Regions from separate parts of the Mus musculus genome. Here region 1 is linked to region 2. A link is a contact called in public promoter capture Hi-C data. All regions are on one chromosome and are shown on one strand. The core of a region is the stretch at or near the end of the contact, and the rest is flanking DNA. Distances in the headings are between cores, read along the strand shown.

What was found. Promoter capture Hi-C pulls out the DNA fragments that hold promoters and counts their contacts.
Region 1: a promoter capture Hi-C map of embryonic stem cells shows a contact between it and region 2. The contact joins the promoter of Pappa here to the promoter of Col27a1 in region 2. A contact is called at or near these places in 2 of 39 promoter capture datasets (cranial neural crest and embryonic stem cells).

Annotation. Positions count from the first base shown.
Region 1 is chr4:65,121,317-65,128,978 of GRCm38.p6, forward strand. It overlaps Pappa (pregnancy-associated plasma protein A), which reads left to right and starts at 2,858. Exons shown (of 22, transcript NM_021362.1): 1 at 2,858-3,631. The coding sequence starts at 3,226.
Region 2 is chr4:63,211,318-63,217,985 of GRCm38.p6, forward strand. Col27a1 (collagen, type XXVII, alpha 1) reads left to right here and starts at 4,095. Exons shown (of 61, transcript NM_025685.3): 1 at 4,095-4,564. The coding sequence starts at 4,509.

The DNA.
Region 1 (7,662 bases), core at 1,608-4,107, 1.9 Mb after region 2:
GAAATGGAAAGATAAAAATGAGAAAAAAAATCCACAAGAGACTACATGATTAATTAACAGGAGAGCACTACATGATGAATCATTATTTAAAATGTAAGCCAATACAGAGGCCATGTGTAAGCCATTGCTTTGAATGGCCTATCATGCACAGTGTGCGATTCATCCATGAGACTCCAGCATAAAAACAAGCAAATCCATGTGCGCACAGAGTAAGAGTAGCCTCCAAGACAGGCGAGGGGAAATGGTAGTTATATGGTTAAAATTTTATTTTACTTATTTATTTGCTGAGGGTGGTGGACTCCATGGTTTATATGTGGCAGATAAAACACTAGAGTCGCAAGAGTTGAGTCTTCTTTCACCATTGTGGGTCCCAGGAATTCCACTCAGGTTAGCCGACTTGACCTTTTACCTACTGTACCATCTAGCTGCCCAGTAATTATACATTTAGTAATATGTCAGTAAAAGGCTTTAGCAAACATTCTCAATGCATTTAGGGATTGGGGTCAAAGAGCAAAACAACCTATAATGTCTATTCTTTCCTTCCTCCACTTCCAGAGGGGAAGAAATTTTTTTATTTAGGGACCTAAGGAGCACTTTGACTTTGATGGGAACAGAGGAGTACATGGTGCTCATAGAGAAAATCTACAGTTCAGGAGGTTTTGTACTCAGAATAAGCTGTAAAGTATACACTCTCACTGTAAAGAGGTCTGAATGGAAGGTTACAGTGAAATGGTTCAGAGGAAGACCAGGTGAGTGCATGTGCATTGGAAATTGATGTGCCTCCTATTTCATTCCTGGTTGGAAAGTGGATGAAATTCTAAATGTCTACAAATACTAAAATTATTGTACACAATGGCTTAAAAGCCTCTGGAAATACAGTCTCCAAATACCTAATTGTCATAACTGAAATGAGCAGTAGTCATGTTCCAAATATTATTTGCGGGGGTGGGGGGTGGTGTTCCAAATATCATGGGGGGGAAGTACTGAATGACAGTGTTTATGCAATTCACCCCCCATCTTTTTCCTTCTTTGAGGACTACATCCTAGTTTGTATAGGTGAATCAAAGTTGTAGACCGTGAGAGATTTGTGGGGTAGGGGGTAAGTTTTTAACCTATGGCATTATGCACAGTATTTTTTTTTTCTTTCCATCAGGTCTCTATAGAATGGAGGATGGAAGATGGGCATCTCTTTATACGTAGAGACCTTGAGTTCCAGAACTCTTAGCCTGATGCTACATAGCAAGTTCTTCCCTGACCAGGAGGACAGAAATCTGGGATAGCTGGTTTGCAGAATAGTGCCATGATTCCTGCTTACCACATTTCAGCTTTTATGGGGGGTGGGGTGGGTGGAGATCTGAGTCATCTGTCATCTTACAAATCTTTATCTGTTTACCAGCAAATATGCTCCGATGGTTCTGTTCCTCCCTGGAGCATGTAGCAAAGATCCTAACTCTGAGGAAGGATCTGGAACAGCCCGTAGGATAGGAACACCACGGGAGAGCAAGTCAATAATTAGTAGCGTCAACTTCACCTCAGTTTTCCACCATAAATTCTACCTGGAATGACATCTTTTTATAGAGATACTATTTGGACAGGCTAGCAAAGAACTAATAAATTTAAACCACCATGGCTAACCCATTTTGACTTATTAAACACTCGAGGGAAAGAGAGCTGTTTTGCCATAAGGGGGAGCTTTTGAGTTCCATAAAGAGGGGGAAAGGAATGAATATATATATATATATATTTCAGTTCAAAACGTAGAGCCACAGGGGCAGCAGACTGTTACCTGCTTACCTGTGCTTGGCCAACATTAGGAGAACTTGGATTGTTTTTAAGCTGAAATTGGGTAAATTCATATTTTCCTACCATTTATATTCAACAAAAAGTATATCTAACAGTCAACTGAATGATGTAGGATTGTTCAGGGGCAATGATGGGGGACATAGCACTGGTCCACTGTATCTCCAAGGGAGATGCCCTGCAAACAGTTCTCTGATGCTCTGTTCAATCTATACGGATTTGGGAATTGACTTTGGTATGCTGAAGCGCGAAGGTTAGCATTGGGGTCTCAGGGAAGAGAGAACCAACTTACTACAGTATAACTTTAAGAAAATGTGGTGAGAGGAGAAGGAGAAAGGCAAAAGAGACAGAGAGAGCAAGGAGGAGAAAAATGGGAGAGGGAGGTGAAGGGAGGGGGACAGAGAACAAGAAGAAAAGTGGGAGAATGAAAGAAAGAGGGAGGGAGGCAGAGAAGATGAAAAAGAATCTGAAAATCAAGTTTCAACGCTTTGTGTATTGTGAAAAGAGAGACATGTAACAGCAAAGGGCAAATGAGACCCTGAAAGACAGATTTTTCTCTCCCGCCACGAGGCAAAATAAAAAATAAAAATAAGGGGCGGGGGTAAAGGGAGCAAAGCAAAACAAAACAAACCAGAACGTGTGTTTTGAGTCGGAATGCGAAGAGCAGGGAGGACCGTAAGGGGGTGTGTACAGAATTTCATTAAATTGTTACTTTAAGATTGTCTTCTTAAAAACAGAAGAAGTAGAAGAAGAAAGAGGGGGTGGAGAAGCTGAACCGAAGGAAAGGAGACAAACGGCAAAGTAGAGGAAGGCTGGGTGGATCGGCCTCTCCAAACCGATTGATTGGTCATGATCCCCGCAGTTTGAACAGGGACTCATTCAATTGGGAAGGTGGAGTGCTGGCGAACAGATTAGCACACGCTTGTTTACTCGTCTTCTAAGGGATTTTTTCCCCCTCTTTCCTTTCATTTCGTGAAGAAGGAGGGAGGGGAGGGGGCGGGGGGGAGAAGGGGGCTGTGGCTTGTGTTATAAAGGACGCAAAAAATAAATAAATGAGAGCATCTTGGGGGGAGGGAGGGAATTCAGCCGACCAGTGTGTTAGAGGAGATTTTTTTTAAGAGCTAGAAATATATAAAATAAAATGAAATAAAACAAGGAGGAAGGCATCCAGCTGTTAGAAGGGGGGATAAGGCAGATAAAGGAGCGGGGAGAGAAATTAATTGCCAACCAGGAGGAGTTGGACTGTATTTTTGAAAGGTGGGGGGAGTGGAGCACACACCTTGAGGAGGAAAGCGAGAAAGAAAAGAAAAAAGCAAGTGGAAGGGGGGCTCGCACGAGAAAGGAGGCAAATAGTAGTGCGAGCTAAAGCTGGCAGCTCCGGGCGGCGGTGCAGGGGCGCAGGGGGGGCGGGGGGGACCGTCGGACATGCGGCTCTGGAGTTGGGTGCTGCGCCTGGGGCTGCTGAGCGCCGCGCTGGGCTGCGGGCTGGCCGAGCGCCCCCGCCGGGTCCGAAGAGACCCTCGGGCCGTGCGCCCCCCGCGCCCCGCCGCTGGACCGGCCACCTGCGCCACCCGGGCGGCCCGCGGTCGCCGCGCCTCGCCGCCGCCGCCTCCGGGCGGTGCCTGGGAAGCCGTGCGCGTCCCCCGGCGGCGGCAGCAGCGGGCGGCGAGGGGCGCCGAGGAGCCGAGCCCGCCTAGCCGGGCGCTCTATTTCAGCGGGCGAGGGGAGCAGCTGCGCCTCCGGGCCGACCTGGAGCTACCCCGCGACGCCTTTACACTGCAAGTGTGGCTGCGAGCCGAGGGTGGCCAGAAGTCTCCAGCAGTGATCACAGGTAAGGAGAAAGGGGTCCCCCCTGTCTGGCGGACCACCCTGCGGGTCTCTGCAGGCCCCTCCTGGGTTCTTGCGGATGTCTGGGGTGCAGGTGGCGGGTGGGTCTGCGGGAGCCGTCCCGGGAGCAGCACAGGGAGTAAGGAAGAGAGACTCTCTTTAACCCATCTGCGGAATGGGCGCGCTGAGAAAGGATGCTGCCCGGCCTCTGGGGAGCTGCACTCGGGAGCTCCTCGCCGGTCCAAGACCAGGAGCTAGGGATATAGCTGATCCCCCGGGAACCCAGAATACTTAAGTGGTGCTGGGGATGTACAGAGAGACTCTGTCCGGGTATGGGAGAAAAGGGTACAGGACCCAGATGGGTTGCGTGTGAAAGAAGTGTAGGAAACGGTTCATTTCTCTTTACTTTTCCATAGACGCAATTCTCCAGTAGCCTGGCTACCCTCAAAGTAGGCATGGGGCAGGTAGTTTTGATTGCCAGACTTAGAAGTCCTATAACTACCCCAAAGTTGCTCTCTGCCCGAAGCTTGCCTCTGGGAACCACCACCACCACCATAGCCACCCACACTGCCTCTCTGGGTCCTTGCTTTTAAAGCCCGTTGCCTGTCATTCACCGCTGGGTCAGACCTTCTTAGCGCACCTCTGACAGCCTACCCCAGACTCGGCTGAGAAATGGGGCGCTTTTCTCTTTGGGGACTTTTATGAGCCCATACTAGATTTAAGATCTCCCTCCTCACCCTCCCTCTCTCCCCTTCGCTGCTCCACAGCAAAGCCCATAGTGAAACCGGACACTTTGCGAGGGCTGCAAACCTTCCAAACGCCTCAACATTCATTTTCCCTTCTAAATGAATCTGTGGAAATGCCTTTAATAAAACGAGGGGTGGTGGAGGGGGCGGCGCAGGAGAGAAGGAAAGTTTTGCCTCTTCTGTCTGGGAGATTCCCTCACTGCATAAACAACCTTGCCGTGTCCTGGGACGCCTTAAAGCTATATTAGGGGTTCCCCCTTCGCTGCAACCTGGGAGCGAGTAGAGGGTTTCGTGATCCCACCCCTTACACACCGCTCTCAGGCAGTCTGCGGCTGTTTTGCCTTGGCATAAACCTTTCTGAACACTGCACCGACTCTCCCATTTACCGAAGTCCCCTTCAGGGAACCCAAACTCTGCTACTATGCCACTCAAATGTATCCTCAAAGCTCCCACTTCCCAGCTACCAAAGGAGAGTGAGAACGACTACACACACACACACACACACACACACACACACAAAACTGACGTCATCGCTACCACCACCCCCTCCCTCCGAAAAGGAGAGGGAAACGGAGCGCATTCACTTTCAGCTCCCAAACCCTTGTCAGCCAGAGGAGGGTACAACATGTAACGAGAGACAAGATTCAAAATAGTCATGAAGATGATGATAATTCAGGTCTCTCTCTCTCTCTCTCTCTCTCTCTCTCTCTCTCTCTCTCTGTGTGTGTGTGTGTGTGTGTGTGTGTGTGTGTGTGTTTGTGTGTGTCTGAGTGTGTCTGAGTGTTTTCACTTTCAAAGCACAGCGGTTTGCTGCTTGAAAGTGGTTAAGAGATGGGTAGGTTTGGTTTTGCTGCTCTACCTGTTGTGTGGATGATTCGGAAGGGATCCCCCAAGAGAGGAAAGCCCGGGGTTGTAAAGATAGTGGGTGCATTTAATATATACATGCATACAAATCTTTGTCTCACGGGATTGCATTTGCATTTGCACAGGCTTCTAAGTGTTTCAGACCAAGGTCTTTCTCCCTTCCTGGTCTCTGGAAGACTTACGTGTACGTAATCGACTCGCACAATTGTTGCAGTAAAATACTTTCATTGGATCGGTGATGCTAGGTTATTATTGCTCCTATAAAATGCCTGGTTCATTTTATGCGTGGAAATAACATTCCTCACAAAACGGAAGAAAGAAAAAAACAAAAACAAAACAGTAAGTAGATAAATTAATAAATAAACGGCACGACTGCCATGTAGCCCCAGAAAGCCTGGAAGCTGTTCCCCGGAGAATCTGGTCGGTTCCCCCCCCTCCCCTAGTTGAATCCGAGCCAGATTTGGCAGTGTGTAAACACCTGGCAGCGAGCCAGAAAAGACTTATTCGGCCTTATCCTCCACACGAAGCATACTGTGGGTCTAAAGAGAGCCTGCTTCTCCTTGAACTAAAAAAGCAAACAAACAGAAAGGTTTTTTTTTTTTTTCTAAAAGTACGTTTTTAATTCCCCCCCCCATCCGTAGTTAAATTAGGGCTGTAAGAGTCAGAACTCCCGAAGTGGGTGACAAGGCTCAGCCTCAGGCTGTCTGCGTGACCTCAGGTGCCCAGTTGGCTGCCTGGTCTCTGCTAGCTTTCTCCGGCTGGGTGTCACCACTTTCACAGGAATCCCTGGTCACTGATCTCCAGAGCAGTCATAGCTCAGCATGGTTTGCAACTGCTATTTCAGGCCCAGGGCTGCTGCCTCTCTCTCAGGCCAGCCTGCCTTACATCACTAGACTGCACGACTCAATTGGGTTTCGTAAAGGTCTAATTTTACGGTGCTGTTAACCAGGTCTGTCGTCTGGCAGAGGCAGAGCCTTGCAGCTCCTGGTAGGCGGGAGAGTTCCCAGATCTGCTTGCCCCTGGTTCTATTTGTGCCTGGGTTCAAACTTCACTTCATGGACACTGATTGAGAAAGTCACTGAGAAAGGCAAGGAGAAGAAGCAGGATTCTGAAGAAAATATGCCTTTTATTTTTCTGAAAGGCAAGGTGAATACACACACACACACACACACACACACACACACACACACACACACAAAACAGTAGCTGGTGAGGAAAATTCAAAGCCACAGTTAGAAAGCGTTGGAGGGCATGATTCTCCTGGGTCTGCCAAAGGTTACTATGAGCTATATATCAGTAGTCATTCAGGCCAATGGGAAGAGATCCATAGAGGACCAGAGGGTGTACTGAATGGCAGAGCTCAGGGGCAAGAACTAGAACTTAACCTCTGACATTCCTATTTCCAGACCTCACCCACTACCTGGCAGAAAGAAGTCTCATAAACAGGCTCCTCTTATCTCATACAGTCCCACCATCCAGGTAGTACATGGTGTGTATGAGTGTGTGTGTGTGTGTGTGTGTGTGTGTGTGTGTGTGTGTGTACCTGTGTGTATTCTGACACATCTCTGCTTTTGTACTACATCCAACAGATCCAGACCCCTTATTGAAGCTTCTCCTGACCTGAAAAGTGTCCCCCACAAGCGCTGCCCTCATCCTACCCTATTCTCAATCCCCTTCCATTAGGGAAGAGTTCCAGTTCCTAAGGAGATGGGGTTTAAAGCCTAGTCCTACTAGCATTTCTGCTGGCAGGTCCTTTTCCTTTTGTTGTAAGTGTTGAAATAAAGTTTGCTGATTACTCTCAAGAACTCCTTTCTTCCTCTCTTCTGTAGATCATTTATTTCTCACTCAGCCCTTCAGAAAGTCAGAAGCTTCACCAGAAGTTCACACACAAACACAGCCTTCTCCATAACTAGCTGGAGCTCCCCATCTAGGATGTAGAATGCTTCAGTTGTCACAATGACCTGTCAGTAGCCAGGTTACCTCTGTCCTTGTCCAACTGTGCCCTTGAGCAATCTAGCTGGCTCCTCCCGGCTCCAACTTTCTCATCCACCAAGAAAACATGTTGGGAGTTCTTGTGTCACCACAGGTTGTGCAAATGGTGATTGAGCTTGGTGGGGGGGGGGGGAAGTACTTAGAGCTGACGCTAGTACTTAGTGAATGTTCAGCAAAGATTTCTTTTATTGATAAACAGGGTTTTCCAAAGATCTCAGGCTTTCTGGGCTGAGGGCACTACAAAGCAAGAGGCCTTCTCTGCCAAGCAGTGTTCTTTAAGCTTGCTTTACATCTGAGACTTTTGTCATCCTAACCACACTGAGAGGTGGGCAACAGTATTCACACAGACTGCAGACACATGCGCAGTTCTCTTGCCCTTGCACATCAAACCATCAGACTGAACCGGCTGGTGATTTCTTTCTCCTGAAGCCTC
Region 2 (6,668 bases), core at 2,845-5,344:
GGACCCAAGAGAACTCACCTCCTCCATCCCAGTGCCACCCCTAAAGGCTCTTATCACTCCCCCCAAATAGTGCTATCTATTGTGGACCAAGTGTCCAAATGAGCCTGTGGAGATATGCCACATTCAGACATAAGTGAATGTCCTTTGCTGAACACTTAGGGAGCCCGCCCCAGGCCCAGGCATTTAGTTTTCATCAAAGGGAGATAGGCTGGCCCCTTCCAGCAGGGATGCAGAGCCCAGAGCCCAGCTCCAAGCCTGACACACAAGTCCTCTCCTTATTGGTTGAGGACCCAGGAACAAATGACTTTTATTAACAGACATGAGTTGTGCGTCCATCCCATACTACTGACTGAATGGGGTCCAAATATGCAAGCAAGAACCCCCAGCATGTCCCCTGGTACAAGGGGTTAGGAAGACTAGGGGCTGCTGTAGCTTTCCTCCCAGCACAGCATGGTGAGAGGCAGGGTACTCTGTGTTTCCATCGTCTCCTTGCTGGAACTCCTCCCCAGGTCAAGAGCACCCCAAGAATAAGAGTCACGCCTGGTGCATGGTGGATCCTTAAAGAAAGTTTGGCCCATAACCAAATGTGATCCATAGTCTCATGTCTGTGGTTTGTTTGTAGGCATTTGGTGAGTGCCTTCTGTGAGCTCACTTGGGACACTGTTGAGTTCCAGTTTCAATCTATGAGCCAGGAGTTCGCATCTTCTGCCTCATCCCTGACCATGTCTATTATACAGGCCTGCCAGCAAGTTTACCCCATTTCCAGACTTATGACCTCAGAGATGCCACCTGAGTGAGGGATGTCTGTGAGTGACTTATCCCACTCACAGGGACAACGGCTCGCTGTCTTTGGCACTCAGTAGTGCATACCTAGTCACCGGCTGTATGTCACTCGCCTGTGTGGCAGAATGAATGAAGAAGCAGGGTCTCTTCTCTGTTGGTCTCAGTGCCAGTGCCCTTCCATGCCTCTTCCAGACGACTGTGGCTCCCAGAAGCCTACAGGCTACTCAGCAAAGTTCAGCAGGCCCTTACTGCCATTTACTGAACTGAGTCTAAGGCAGAGAAGCAGTCAGATCTGCCCTAGTGCAAAAGACCTCGGGAAGATTGAGCTCCATGAACCTACATTCTGCATAGGCACAGTGAAGCCCGGATGGACACATTTCAATCTTTTGAGACCTCCAATAGTTTCCTATGTGTCTTTGGGGCTGTTAGGTTCTTGACACTAGCACTGTATTTAAAGACCACATAGGGGAGACTTGGAAAGGCTTTGGTGCCACCACTGGTCAGTGAGCTATCTTTGAGGAAGTGTCTTCTTGCCTGGACACCTGCGTCCTCACAGGGGAGAGACCTGGAGACTTTATTTTCTTTGCCACACACAGTTTTCAAGGCCAGTCTGCAACCCACCATACGTTCCTATGATTCTTCCATGGAAGATATCCTTTCTCCACAGCTATAGGCATAGCTAACATCCTTCAGGTTCTAAACACCACCTCCTCCTGGGTACATTCCTGGGATTCTAGTTATCCTCTGAGTCAGCTTGACAATTCGATTGATCCATGTGTTTCGTTAAAAGCCCCTATCACAGTCTTCCTTTATTATCTCTGTTATCTTTGTACTATTGGCAGAGGACAAGAACAGGAATAGTTCATGATAAAGTGAGAGTGGAGTCACCCATCCAGATGTGCCTCTCTACCCTAAGTTGCTCTTTCTGATTTGTGTTACAGTTTATATGTGTTCAGAATCACGTGTAATTTCTTTGTCCCTATCCATTAACAGTGGCTCACTTCCCAAGCAGAGGCTTGCATACTGTAGGAGCCCTATCCCCCTTTTGTTTTACAGCTTCTTTGGGCTGGAATATTTGGAGCACTGATTATGTCCCAGATTCCAGGCTGGCGATGGGGTTATAGAGGCATCAGGACAGTGACAGCACTGTGATGTGCGGATAAGTGTGGCTGTGAGTGGAGCAGCTACATCAGGTGAGTGCTGAAGAAGGACAAAGGAATGTTTGACAGCAGCAATGGGCAAGAAGGAAGAAGCAAGAAGGAAGAAGTGACACAAGTCTTGAGAGTCTGGCACTGAGTTCAGTGGCCCTTGTACCACTTACCAGCGTGATCAACCTTCTCTCCAGCGTAGATAATCGCATATCTCTTTTCCTGTAGCATAGAGGCCCTCAGTGTGGAAGAGAAAAGATGCAAAATATTACTGGTCACCAAGTCCCTCAGTAATGGAGATAAATATCGAAGAGTGCCAAACAAAGTAAGAGAGATACCCAACACTTAAATGCAATGCCTTTAAAAGCCTCTAAGGCAAAAAATAAAAAAGAAGGAAAAAAAAAAAAAAAACAACCCATGAACGAAATACCAAAAAAATGTAAATAAAGACAGGATGTGCCTGGCACAAAGTATGCAGCTCAGAAACACACAGCAGCTGTGATTGGGCAGGGAATACTTTACCTTCGAAGCTGTGAACTTAGGAAAATTCGAGAAAGACCCGCGGCCCTTTCTCAGGCACAGACACGGGCAATCAGTGCAGAGCATCGGGTGTTCTTGTGAAGGAAGGTGAAGCACTCAGACTGGAGGCGGGGGGGGGGGGGGTGCGCGGGGGGCCCCAGCAGCCCCGGGTGCTCTGCCCCCTGCAGGATGCCTCGTACAGCTCGGCGGAGCCCTCCCCCACTCCGACTTGGGACTTTTCCGAAAGTTTGCTGAAACCAGACACCTTGCTTGACGGTGCCCGCGTGCAGCCTCGATTTAAAAGGCCGCCTTCAGCGCCCCCCTCTCCGCCCCCAGCGGAGACTTCAAAAGGGCCGGCGTCTGTCGCGGCCTCAGCACCTATGAGCCACCCCCCGCACCCGGAGCTCGAGCTGGAGCCGGAGCACGCGGAGTGGCCGCGGCTGCAGCGCAGGGGGACCGGGCCGGTGGCGCAGGCCCGCGCTCCCATGCTCCTCCCGGCGCCGTCGCGCCCTGTGCGCCTTTAGGGAAGGGGACTGCACCCCCGCCCCCGCGCCCGGGGCTGCGGGGACCCATGACCACAGATGCCGTTAGGCACCCGCCTAAGAACCGACCGGCCAGCGTCACACTTGGGGACCCAGTAAGTGCCCTGGGACTCACGGAGCTCTGGGCGTTTGGAGTGCGCAAAGGTGGATGCATGTGCAATAGAGGGTGCAGGTCCTGTATGCACGCCTGTGGTTGCCATTCGCAGAGGGTCGTGTGCAAGCGGGGAGTGTGCACTCGGGGAGCTGCATGGACTGTGCATGTGGGAGTGTGTGCGCTGTGCATGTGCATTTTGTGCGGGTGTGAGCACTCGGGTGGCTGCCTCTGGGAGCGTAGCGTCTGAGATCGCCAGGAATCCAGACATCCAAAGGTGTTTCGCGGAAGTTCAGTACAGTGCGTGGCTGTGTCTGCGTGTGAATGAGTGTGAGTGTTTGGAGTGTGCCTGCGGGAGTGTGTGTGCGGGAGTGTGGTATGAATCGCCTTGTAGAGGCCAGAAGCTAGAGATTTAGTCTCAGGGCTGAGCCGTGCTCGTGAGTTTGAGAATCTGCCTGGGTGTCAGAGGGTGCCGCGTGGGATTCCGGGGAGTCTCTGGTCGGAGAAAATGCAGAAAGGCCGAACACATTCAGCACGCTTACCCACAGCGGTCTTCCACGGAGCTCTAGGGTGCAAGAGTTTCTGCTAAGAGTTGGGAGTTAAGACAGATGGTTGTCGTGGAAATGTAGATGCCAAGTCAAGGTCCCAACTGTGTTTCTGCATCTCTAGGATCCTCTCAGGAGTAGAATTTTCCCCCTTCCTCCCCCACCGCCCGCTATCGAGGATCCTTAGTGTCATTAATCGTAAATTCCTAATCTCAATTGTGATAGATCCATGAGTAGCCAGGAGGAGGTTCTTTTTCATGAGTCTGTTTTGAGATCTGGGGGTGGGATGTCCCCCTCAGGATGGATAGGTGGACGGTCGCGCGAGGCAACCGATGCTGCATCCCTTGCTGCGTCCGGCAGGGGGCAGCAGTTGGCAGCAGAGGGCGGCCCGGCGCGGGGAGGAGAAGAAGGTGGAGAGCTGCGGCGGGCCGAGACTTTAAATCGCCTTCATTTCCCCCAAATCCTTCCTTTTCCTCTCCTCCCCCAGGCCGGCGGGGAGGCAGCTTCCACCGCCCTCCGCGCGCGCTCTCCCGGCCTTGCTCTGCCTCCAGAGACCGCTAGCGGCCCGCCTCCAAAAGTTTGATCATCTCTCTCTCCCTGCCTTTTCTTGCTTCTTCCTTTTCGGTGGAAGCAGAAAAAGAGCGAGGCAGGGGCGAGCGCGGCTCCGGCAGTCCTGGGACCATGGGCCTGGCGCGGGCGACCGCCGGGCTGGGGCCGTGCTGTCCGTCTGCTCCGGCGCCCCTGGGCGCAGGACTGGGCTGGGGGTGCGCCGGCAGCGCGCTTTGAGCCGGCCTGGCGCGGCGCGGCGGGGGGCTGGCGGCCCCATGGGGCGCGCCCACACTTGCCCCCCGGGCTCCGCAGCATGAAGTAGGGGCCTGCCATGGGCACGGGATTCGCGCGGGGGGCCCGAGGCACAGCGGCGTCAGGACCCGGGGGGTGAGTACAATCCCAGGGTTGCCCCCGATTCAGCTTCCTGAACCTCGGATGTGCACAAGAGTCTGGGGTTCCCTGCCGCACCAGACGCTCGCAGAGTAACGTCAGCTTCCTGTAGCTTCCCGCCAGGCGGGACGCCAGGGGTTAACAGGGGCTGTGCACCCCAGGCCGAGCTCTTTTGAGACTAGGACCAGCAAGGGAGGGTCCGCGCAGAGCCAGACCAGCGATCCCAAGAGGGGTCTAGTGGCAGTGCTCAGAGTGGCAGGCAGGGGGCAGGGGCCGGAGGAGGGAGTCTCGGTGTCTGCAGGTCGCGGGCTTGCATGGCTTTAGTTCCACTGTCCTGTGAATCAAGTTTGTCGGTCGTCAGGTCCGGGTGTCTGTTCCTGGCTCGGCCTCGGGTTCTGCACGTTCCTGCATTTCCTAACCTCTCTGCCTGTGTGAATGTGTCTTCTTGGGTCTGCGTACCTCAAACTTCCCAGCTTCTCCCGGGAAGCCTGCAGTTCCTGTCCCTCTCCTGAGTAAGCAAGGGGTGAGAGCCAGCTTGTGGGAGCGGAAAGGCCCTGGGAGATCACCAAGTCCAACCTCCTTGTACAGATGAGGGAACCGTGGCCAGAGAGGGGCCGGGAATCTCCAGGGCGGGGCCCCCGCACACAGGGGCACCCCACAGTTGGGATTCCCAGCTTGTGCAGAAGTTGTAAGAGTGAGGGATTCAGTCACTATGTGTGGGTGTGTGTGGGAGAACGCGGTCCAGAGGGGCCCTGTGGACTATATCTCAGGCACAAGGCTTGCCTTTCCATCTTGCTGGTACTCTAGGGCTCCCAGAAGAGGTTGGCCAGAGTTATAGTACCGCCCACCCTCTCAAGAAACGCCCCTTTGAGCTGGAGCCAGGGTGATGAGGCGCCCCCCTTCTTTTCCATGTCTTGGAAAAAGCTGGCTGTTTGAGATTCCCCCACACCCCCCACCACACGCATTCGTATACACAGGGCACTAGTGAGCACATTGGTGACTCATTTTCTCCGGGAGACCCTGTGCCAGGGCAGATGCCAGCGGTTGGGCAGTGTGGTGGTGCCAAAGAGCACCCCCTGCCTCAACGGGGCCAAAGTTTGAGGAAGGCAAGCAGTACCAAAGCCTGCCTGCCCTTCTGGCCGTACATCCTCAAGCATCTACCCACCTCGGCTTCTTTGCCCTACCCTGGCTCCTTCTTGCCCTTCCTTGCTTCTACATTGAGAAGTCCTCCCTCCTGGGCAACCATATGCCCTGTTGCTCTTGGGTGAACACTGGGCTCTGGGATCTTCGTTGAAGTAGCCTATAATCCATGCCTTCCCTTGTCTCTGCTTGTAGCCCAACATACTCCCCTGATATCTTGTTGGCAGTTTCTTTTTTCTGATCTCAGTGCCCAGGGACCTTCTAAATGTCTCCATGGTCTGGCCTGGTCTGACATGCAGAGGAGCCAGTTCTGGGCTCACTCACTTCAGTGGAAAGCAGACTTTGGAGCAGAGCATAGGAACCTAGCAACAGGCAGCTTGAATTCAAGTCCTCTATACTGGAGTGTGTGCTTGGCCAGGCCTGCCACCTCTCTGCTTCTCCTTTTTACATCACCAAGGTGAGCTCCAGCCCTCCCAGCTGGCAAGCATTTGTGAAAGTTAAAGAAGCGTGCCCAGGAAGCGTAGAGTAAATGTTCAGTAAACCACAGCTGCTATTTGTATCAGTGCTTGCTGCTTTGTGAATGAGTGTGAGTCAATGGGAAAGTTCTGGACCGTATCCTGTCCAGACAGATGACCTATGTGTGTGTGTGTGTGTGTGTGTGTGTGTGTGTGTTCCCATGGAGGAGGTGGAAGGTGTGGAGAAGGACCTGGGTGTGGCTGTCTTGGGTACACAGGGTCTGATGAGGCCACAGAGGCAGGTGGGACGGGGACAGACTCACGCCCTTCCCAGCCAGCCCTGGCATCACTCAGTCTGTGGTAGAGCAACTGGGGACAGCATCCACACATCTGCCATCCTCCGAGGTTCCTATGTCTTCTGGGCTTGGGGGGACCTTGGGCCTCCCTGAATGCTGAATCTGGGGTGGATTTCTGAGTCTCCAGTGTTTCCAGGAAACCAGTAGGAA